3 separate regions of the Mus musculus genome follow, and regions 1 and 2 are each linked to region 3. The links are chromatin contacts, called in public Hi-C and HiChIP or PLAC-seq maps. All regions are on one chromosome and are shown on one strand. Each heading gives the region's core, a stretch centred on a gene start, on an enhancer-like site or on the middle of the called end of the contact. The rest is flanking DNA. Distances are from core to core; before and after follow the strand shown. Region 1 has its middle 200 kb from the start of Nebl. Region 2 overlaps 4930515L03Rik (RIKEN cDNA 4930515L03 gene). Region 3 holds the start of Plxdc2 (plexin domain containing 2).

Evidence for each region. Hi-C and Micro-C count contacts between places; a contact is called where the count stands out from the background. HiChIP or PLAC-seq counts read pairs in DNA pulled down with a chosen protein or histone mark.
Region 1: an H3K4me3 HiChIP or PLAC-seq map of neural tube shows a contact between it and region 3, with 6 times the contacts expected there. The contact joins the enhancer-like site here to the promoter of Plxdc2 in region 3. A contact is called at or near these places in 1 of 39 promoter capture datasets (pre-B cells) and 3 of 115 datasets of contacts at active chromatin or transcription factors (embryonic stem cells, neural tube and stem cell-derived neural progenitor cells).
Region 2: a contact with region 3 is called in a Hi-C map of adipose-derived mesenchymal stem cells, with 2.4 times the contacts expected there. The contact joins the enhancer-like site here to the promoter of Plxdc2 in region 3. A contact is called at or near these places in 7 of 39 promoter capture datasets (the C10 cell line, cranial neural crest, embryonic stem cells and 4 more), 7 of 484 Hi-C or Micro-C datasets (adipose-derived mesenchymal stem cells, cerebral cortex, cortical neurons and 2 more) and 3 of 115 datasets of contacts at active chromatin or transcription factors (astrocytes, embryonic forebrain and neural progenitor cells).

What each region holds. Positions count from the first base shown.
Region 1 is chr2:17,257,789-17,260,488 of GRCm38.p6, forward strand. No RefSeq gene overlaps it. Among named protein-coding and RNA genes, the nearest start is that of Nebl, 200 kb to the right of the region's middle. Within about 2 kb of position 1,268, at least 1 of the 459 cell types and tissues checked has an H3K27ac peak or open chromatin away from gene starts, as enhancers often do. A contact at or near this core is called in neural tube, where this site is marked.
Region 2 is chr2:16,981,713-16,984,412 of GRCm38.p6, forward strand. The region is part of intron 2 of 4930515L03Rik (RIKEN cDNA 4930515L03 gene); the gene reads right to left. Among named protein-coding and RNA genes, the nearest start is that of 4930515L03Rik, 31 kb to the right of the region's middle. Within about 2 kb of position 1,324, at least 12 of the 459 cell types and tissues checked have an H3K27ac peak or open chromatin away from gene starts, as enhancers often do. A contact at or near this core is called in adipose-derived mesenchymal stem cells, where this site is marked.
Region 3 is chr2:16,354,901-16,357,600 of GRCm38.p6, forward strand. Plxdc2 (plexin domain containing 2) reads left to right here and starts at 1,404. Exons shown (of 14, transcript NM_026162.6): 1 at 1,404-2,337. The coding sequence starts at 2,226.

The sequences.
Region 1 (2,700 bases), core at 18-2,517, 900 kb after region 3:
TGCAATCCCACCAACAATGGAGGGGTGTTCCTCTTTCTCCACATCCTTGCCAGCATCTGCTGTCACCTGAATTTTTGATCTTAGCCATTCTGACTGGTGTGAGGTGGAATCTCAGGGTTGTTTTGATTTGCATTTCTCTGATGATTAAGGATGTTGAACATTTTTTCAGGTGCTTCTCAGCCATTCGGTATTCCTCAGGTGAGAATTCTTTGTTTAGCTCTGAGCCCCATTTTTTAATAGGATTATTTGATTTTTCTGGAGTCCACCTTCTTGAGTTCTTTATATATATTGGATATTAGTCCCCTATCTGATTTAGGATAGGTAAAGATCCTTTCCCAATCTGTTGGTGGCCTTTTTGTCTTATTGAGGGTGTCTTTTGCCTAATAGTTCATACTGTTCAAGAACTCAAGATCTTGATTTATTTTATATTTTACTTGTGTGTATGTATGTGTATCTATATGTGCACAGGGATGAAAATAAACTTGGAGACCAGAAGAAGGCAGGAAGCACCTGAACTGAAGTTATGGGAAGTTGTAAATCTTCTGATATGGCATCACAGAACCAAACTCAGGTACTCTTAAAGAGCAGCAAGCACTCTTAACTACTGAGTCATTACTTCCACCCAACAGAAGATATGTAAATTGTGTGTTCAGTCTCACTAGTAATAAGGAAAATGTAAAATAAATTAATATTGAAACATTATCTTGTGTCTATTTAATTGTCAAATAGAAGAAACAGGCTGGTCAGCTGGAGCATCATCATCAGAATTATTAATATGTACACTTGAAATCAGCAACTTCCCCTCTTCATAGCATTCTAAACAAACTTCATATTTCACAAAGGTATCTGGATAAGAATATTCTTTGACCCTTAGTAAAAATACTCAAAAAGAGGAAAGCATTGGAAAGTACATATTTTGATATATCCCAAAGTATCAAATTATGTTAGCTGTGTCCCAATAAATTATATAAGTATAATGAATAAAGAAAAATAAATAGCAGATTTAGGGAAGTTTGTAAAAAATGTAAAAAGATGAAACTAATATTTGTAACAGCATTGGAAGATGAAATGTGGACCTAAGAGATGGCCCAGTGGCCAAAGGCAATTGCCATCCAGGAATGAAAGATCTCAGTTCAAATCCTAAGAACCCCCATAAAAGCCAGCTGCATGGCCTGCGTGTCTGCAATCCCAGCACTTCTGCATCAAGATGAGAACAGTAAATTATAGAGACAGGAATCCCCAGAAGCTCAAGGGCTAACCTTACACAACAGGCAAACAAAAGAGGCCTTGTTCATGGCAAGGTAGAAGGAAAGCAAGGCCTTCACAACCTTTGTCCTCTAACACTGTGATTCACCACAGCACATTTACACACACGTGCACTCACTTGACACTCACACATCACACAAAAACACCACACATACACATACATATAACCCACACACTCACATTTACAAGTACCCTCACAATACAAACAGACATGCTCACGTGCACATATTTTCCCTCTCCCTCTCCCTCTCCCTCTCCCTCTCCCTCTCCCTCTCCCTCTCCCTCTCCCTCTCCCTCTCCCTCTCCCTCTTCCTCTCCCTCTCCCTCCCCCTCCCTATGCCCCTCCCTTTTCCCCCTCCCCACTTCTCTCTCTGACACACACACAAGAATGAGAGAAAGAGAGGGAGAAGAGTTTTAAAATCTTTTTTTAAATTCAAGGTACAACTGAACACTAAATTGGGGTAGGGAGATGACTGGAATGGCCTCTAAGGTAAGGAAAGAAAGAAAAGAAGGGAAGCTTAGTTTGGCTTCAGCTGTGTTCCTCCAGTGAGTTGTTTCCTCTTCGGGAAATACAGCTAACTATTTGAGAAAGTAGATTCGACATTGTCCTGATGGCCATCTTTCTTTCCTGGTTGCTAGACATCATCAAAGGGTGTGAGAACTAGGAGCTGAGTCTCTGACACTGAAGGAATTTCCAAATAATGAACTTCTAGTCTTACTCTAGCCAAGAACTCCACCTGTAATGAAGAAGCCAGAAAGGGTGGGGAAAAGAACAGAGCTGCCATATCCTCATCTCCTGACTGCTTTCTCCAAGTCTAGTGCCTTAGTTTAGGGGATGCCAGTGGGACAAACAGAAGTTTCTAGTGTTTCTCTTCTTTGCACCCACTCCAACATTCAGCAACTTTGACTGTGGTCCACTGATTACCACACCCCCTCTATCAGCTTTCCATCTCCTACACAGACTTTGAAATCACTCCGATATTCCCTAATTCTACTTGTCCCTGTGGGTTCATCCTCTTCCTAACACAGAACTAGAATTCTGTGGAGTTTTTGAGAAATAAAATGATATATATGCTTAATCTGACCTTCTTAAACTGTAGAAATAATTACTTGCTGTTCAAGGCTGAATTTTTGGGGAAGACAGCCACTCAAACAAACCTAAATAGAAATAGTAAAATCTTTCTTTTACATCCCACAGATAAGTAGGGCATGCTTTTATATGGTAGCATGCAGATAGATCCTATAAGATATGGCCTGATGGTCCAAATTACACAGAAACACAAATGAAAAATTTCCTCTAACAATGTGTGCAAAGATTTTCCCTAGGATAGCGCCTACCCTGAATCCATTGACACTGGTATTTTGGATCTTGGGTTCCTAAGATATCTTGTCTGCTGAGAAGCAAAGAAGTTCTTTTAAAGAGCCTCAGTTCAT
Region 2 (2,700 bases), core at 74-2,573, 630 kb after region 3:
ATGAAAATGTAGAAGTACATTTGTCCACTCCAGAATACCTTTGAACCACAGCCGAAGATTGTTATGAAATGTTTCAAGTTCTCAAGAAGGCAACTTTTTAAGCACTTGTTCAATGCAGTTAAATGAAAACTGCTTCACAGAAGAATAAGATGTACCAGCAAAATGGGAAAATATTAAGAACCAGAATGAAAACCTCAATGGGAAACGCAAGCTAATTCACAATGGCAATGTAGCTAAGACACATGCAAGCTGCAAGAAAGACAGGATGAAGGATAGACCAGAGGGAAGGAACCTCTGTAAATATAAGTAGCTCTATCCAGGTCATAGGGCCCCACAAATCCAATTTCCTTCATGCTTTCTCCATGGTTTGGAATTCCTGAATGTAATTCCTTTTTTCCCTCAGGGTCTACAGTGCAAAGATTCACATGATGAAGCCCTAACCCTAACATAGTGGTGTTTGGAAACACAGCCTTCAGACCTAAAGTTAGATTATGTCATGAGAGTGGTATCCTCACAACAAGATCAGTGTCTCTATAACCCTAAGAAGTAACGTTGTCTTCCTTATACCACATTCTCTGTGAAGTTTTGTTATGACAGTTGATAAGCAGATTAGCGAAGGACCTCTAAAAGTGAGCAACATCCCAATAGAATTAAGCTATCATATAACTGTTCTGGAAAGGCAGCACATAAATGTGATGCAGTTTGTTAAATGAACCCCTTAGAGGAAGTGTGAGGAGTGTATGAAGTCTTGAGTGAAGGCATTATTGAAAAGGGCCACGGTCTCAGACCCATGGGAATTGTCAAAACCTTTCCTGGGTCAGGCTTGCAGTTGACAAAAGATTCTTACTCTGGTCAGTGTACAGACGCTGGCAGTGCACACAAAACCCAGCAACTGCAACTTCTGGCTCCTGGATGTTTATAGCCAAACACTATTCCAACTCCTTACCTCCTTCTTTTCTTGTACTACAACATAGAACATGACAAACACACTGAGGTTCCAAGTTGCTTGCATAGTTGGTATCCATCTATAATAGCAAGTACATTTCATCTAAAGCCAGTTTTTCTGTATGTGTCTCTGTGTGTCTGCCTGTCTTTTATTCATTCCCTTATCACCTAATTAAGTCAACCACTGGGACTGTGTAGGATACAATGGCATACATAGATTGAAGCTCCTTTATTGACATACCTATCTACTTGCCAAAATAACTAAAGAGGGCTTCCCAGCTTCAATGTAGATCAAGTGTTCTAAATCTGATGAGCCCCAACTACTGCCCACAATCTACGGGAACCTGGCCAAGTACAATCAATGCAGTAGTGGTATTTCCTGGCATTCTGGTACACCAGAAATAATGTGCTGTGTTGAGTCATTCTTAGTGACTAATGGACACTGTTGACAGACTGGACTTTTCTATTAAGAGCAGATCTTTTCCCTGTGGCTCCAACAATGGCTTAAACTAACAAGATCAATGATTCAAATGGATTTTCTTTAGGTCAAGTAGGTTAAACCTTCTGGAAAAAATGTACACAGGTACAGCTTTTGGAAGCCTAGGAAGATCCAACTCTATAAACAAATTTTACTATCAGAAGAAATCAAATGTAGAGGTAAGCTGAGACAGTGCCAGAAGCCATATAGAAGATGGTAAAAACTAGCAGGTGATCTTCCTGAGATCATGGACTGTGAACTCCAATGAATGAGCCCTTTTCTGTCAAGACCAAACAGGGATACATTTTACGAAAGAGTACTGCTATTAATATGCCTTTCCTGTTATTATTAAATTTGAATAACAAACTCTAGGTATTAATCCACCCTTTTGGAAAGATTTCTGCAGATCAACAAAGATGTACTGTCTTGTAGTGATGCTGTATAGACAAATAGATGGTTTCTTAATTCTTAATGATGATCCTATAAGAATTCCTAAAATTATACTAGTGATCATTAAGCCATTTCTAATAGGACTGCTTTTAAAGCCCTCTTTGATATGAAAACTGCAATTAGAACTCTGCTAGTCTTCATGTGTCATGAGTTAATTGTTTCTGATATAGAAAGCAGGCATTTACAACCTAGAACACATTCCAAGAAGTTGTAAAACAATTAACCAAAGGTTATAAAAGGGATCTAACAATTGATTGTAAGTACAAGGACAGAAGATAAAATATTGATTATGGACAGCTTCTGGGACAGGCAGAAGTGACACAGCTTCTGGGACAGACCCCATTTCGGTCTCCAGACTTCCAGACACCTTCCCCGCCAGAGGAGAGGTGTCCGCCCGGTGGGGGCGGGGGGGTTCTGCCAGAACAGGTGGGGGAGCCATCTTGGGTCACAGATCACTCAGAGACTAGTCTGCTCAAATGAGAGTGTGGACTACAGAAACTACACAGCTTCTGGGACAGGCAGAAGCTACACAGCTTCTGGCACAGACCCCATTTCAGGCTCCAGACATCTGGGCACTTTCCCCACCAGAGGAGAGGTGTCCTCCTGGGAAGGCTCTGAAGGAGCAGGTTGGGTAGCCCTCTCAGGTCCCAGATCCCGCAGAGACTAGTCTGCTCAGGTGAGAGTGTGGACTACAGAAGCTACACAGCTCTGGGACAGGCAGAAGTGACACAGCTTCTGGGACAGTACCTGTTTCAGGCCATCATCTTCAGCCAGGAGGCAGGGCTGAATGCCAGATATCTGTGCACTTTCCCTGCAAGAGGAGAGCT
Region 3 (2,700 bases), core at 154-2,653:
GTAAGCATGGAGTATTTAAACCTTCACAAATATCCCAAAATAGAGAAACGAGTCTTATTTTAGAGAAAACAGGCTTGTTAATGTTTTCAGTGGAAAGGCAAAAATTTCTGTATCGAATTTTGCAGTAATCTTGGCCCACTTCCAGTGGGTTTTGCTAGATGTTGAGATGGATTCAAAGCATACATGCATGCATTCTTCAAAGCATGGCAAGGCCAAGACAGTAACAAGCTACAGCATCGGCTGAACCCAGAACACTTTCGAATGTGTTTAAATTAGCTCTCCCTTTGTCTTCAAGAAAGAGCATTTCTCTTCAGGCTAGCAGATGATTTAAAAAATTAAGTTCACTTGGCTAATCCTCCTTTCTAGGACCTTCTATGAACTTCAGTATAAAATCTTCCTGATTTGATGCCTGGAGACCTGAGGCTTAAAGCTTAAATAAATTGCTCCTTGTGGAAAAAAAATTGAAGTACTAGCCCAGGCAGTGCTCCAGAACATGTATTTTTCACCAAGGATGCATTGTCTCTTTGCTTTCTATTTAGCCCCATTAAAAGATGGCTAAGTGTATGCAAATTAAATTAAATTAAATGTAAGCGGATAAGGGGCCTGGAAAGGGTTAATGCTGAAGCAGACCCTCAAGCTGAAAAAACAAAAACAAACTAGCAAGCAAAAACCCTTTAAACCCCCTATAGGAAATTCAATGGGCTTCCTGTTTCTTTAAACTCTCCCTTTCCCTCCTTCTGACACTTTACCAAACCGCGGTGGCGGCCTCAGGACCCTGCAGCCCAGAGCCACCTCCACCTCCCTCTGTGCGGGTCTGGGGTAGGAGGGGCTTTTGATGGGATGGGGGCTGGGAGTTGGGGGATGTCAGTAACCCTAGCGACTCAGGTTTGCTCCCCCGCCACCCAACGGTTGCCAGACCAGCCCTCAGTGAGGGATGAAATACTATTAACCCTTTAGTGCCCAGGCGGAAATCAGAAGATAGTGGGCGCTCCCTGGGGGGCCTCATCCCTCTCTACCCGCAGGCTGACACCCAAAAGCCACGGAAGCCTGGAGGGTGCAGGCGGCATCGGTTCCTCTGCAAAGGTCATGAACCGGGTGGGCGGATGGCGTCCGGGAGACTAGAATCTGCCACCGCCCCACTCGCACCAGTCCTCGGGTGTTTGGGGCCGCAATGGTCCTCTGGCTTTCCCCAGCCAGTCTTCTCGGGCTTCATCTGTGGGAGACTTTTCTGGCGCCCCCTCTCCCCCGAGAAAAGCTCAGCCAATGGACAGGTTGGTGCTGGCTGCGGGTTTTGGGAGGAAGGTGGGAGAAGCCTGGAGGAGAGAAGGGGAGGGAGGAGGGCGGAGGGAAGAGAGGAGGGTTCAGCGGTAGATCTAGCAAATGGCAAGCCGCCTTCCCTCCCCAAAGTGTAGAGCTGGAGCGCGGGGGAGCGCGGCGGCGCCTCCGCCACCAAACTCCTGGGGCTCCGCGGCGTTCGGAGCCACCTCCTGCCTAGCCCGGAGGGGCTCTCTTACCAGGCTGCAACCTCACTTTCCCGTTTTTCTTTTTCTTTAAAAAACACCCCCACCTCTCTTCTGCTCACAGCAGCTGGTGCATTCCCGGCTCTACTCTCCGGAGCTGCCCATCCCTCCGGCTGCGGGCGAGGACGCGCGCTCAGCCTTGGGCGAAGCAAAGAAGAAAAACTTGTCAGAGGGGTTTCTCCAGCCTCCACTAACCTCCTTCTCTCGGGAACACCAACCACCCGCCGGGGCCAGACCTAAGTCTGGGAAAGTTCCTCCGGTGCTCAGCGCCCTCTTGAATCTGGAACAGCACCGGCGCAGCCAGTGGAATTAGATCTGTTTTGAACCCAGTGGAGCGCGTCGCGGGCGCTCGGAAGTCACCGTCTGTGGGCGCCCGGGTGGCGCTGCCTGAGAGGACCCGGGAGTTTGCCGACCCTACTGCAAGTGACCTTTCCTCCCCTCACTTGGTTGATTGTGTCTCAGTTGGGGGCTGCGAGGGTGACAAGTTGCAGTGAGAGCTCCCGAAGTTCGGAGAGGGTTCAGCTGTCTCTCCTTCACTTCTGTTACCCGGAGTGAAATCCTAGCGAAACTGTCAGAGGCCTCCGGATCCCACCCAAGACTCACCAGCAGAGCTCGGCCGTGTCGCCCCATCCCCAGGGATAACCCCGGAGCCCAGGGTCTCAAGAAAAAATTCGTTGGGCAGGGGAGAGAGGTCGCGGCAGCGGCATGGCAAGGTTCCGGAGGGCCGACCTGGCCGCAGCAGGAGTTATGTTACTTTGTCACTTTTTAACAGACCGGTTCCAGTTCGCCCACGGGGAGCCTGGACACCATACCAATGGTAAGAAGTACTTTTCTCAATTGTTTTTGTGTGTGGCTGAAGATCCTTCCGGTGTCTTCGAACCTCCATCCTCATCTCACACCCACCCAAAGTATCTGCCCTTGGGAAACTTATCCTAGTTGTTTTTCTGGGAAACTTGAGTTTCTCGAATGGGGAAAGAGGTTTGCTTGATCAAAAGGTGTGGGAAACCAGGACTTCCCTGAAGCTATGATGCTTACTCCACCTGGGCGCCAGGGGGTGGTCCTGCCTAACCCCAAGTAGCCCAAAGAGGTCGGGGTGTGAGAGAGCCTGCTGCTGCGGATACCTCTCTGAATCTTGGTTACATCAGGTTGTTTCCCCTCTGGATTCTCATCCCTTGGAGCT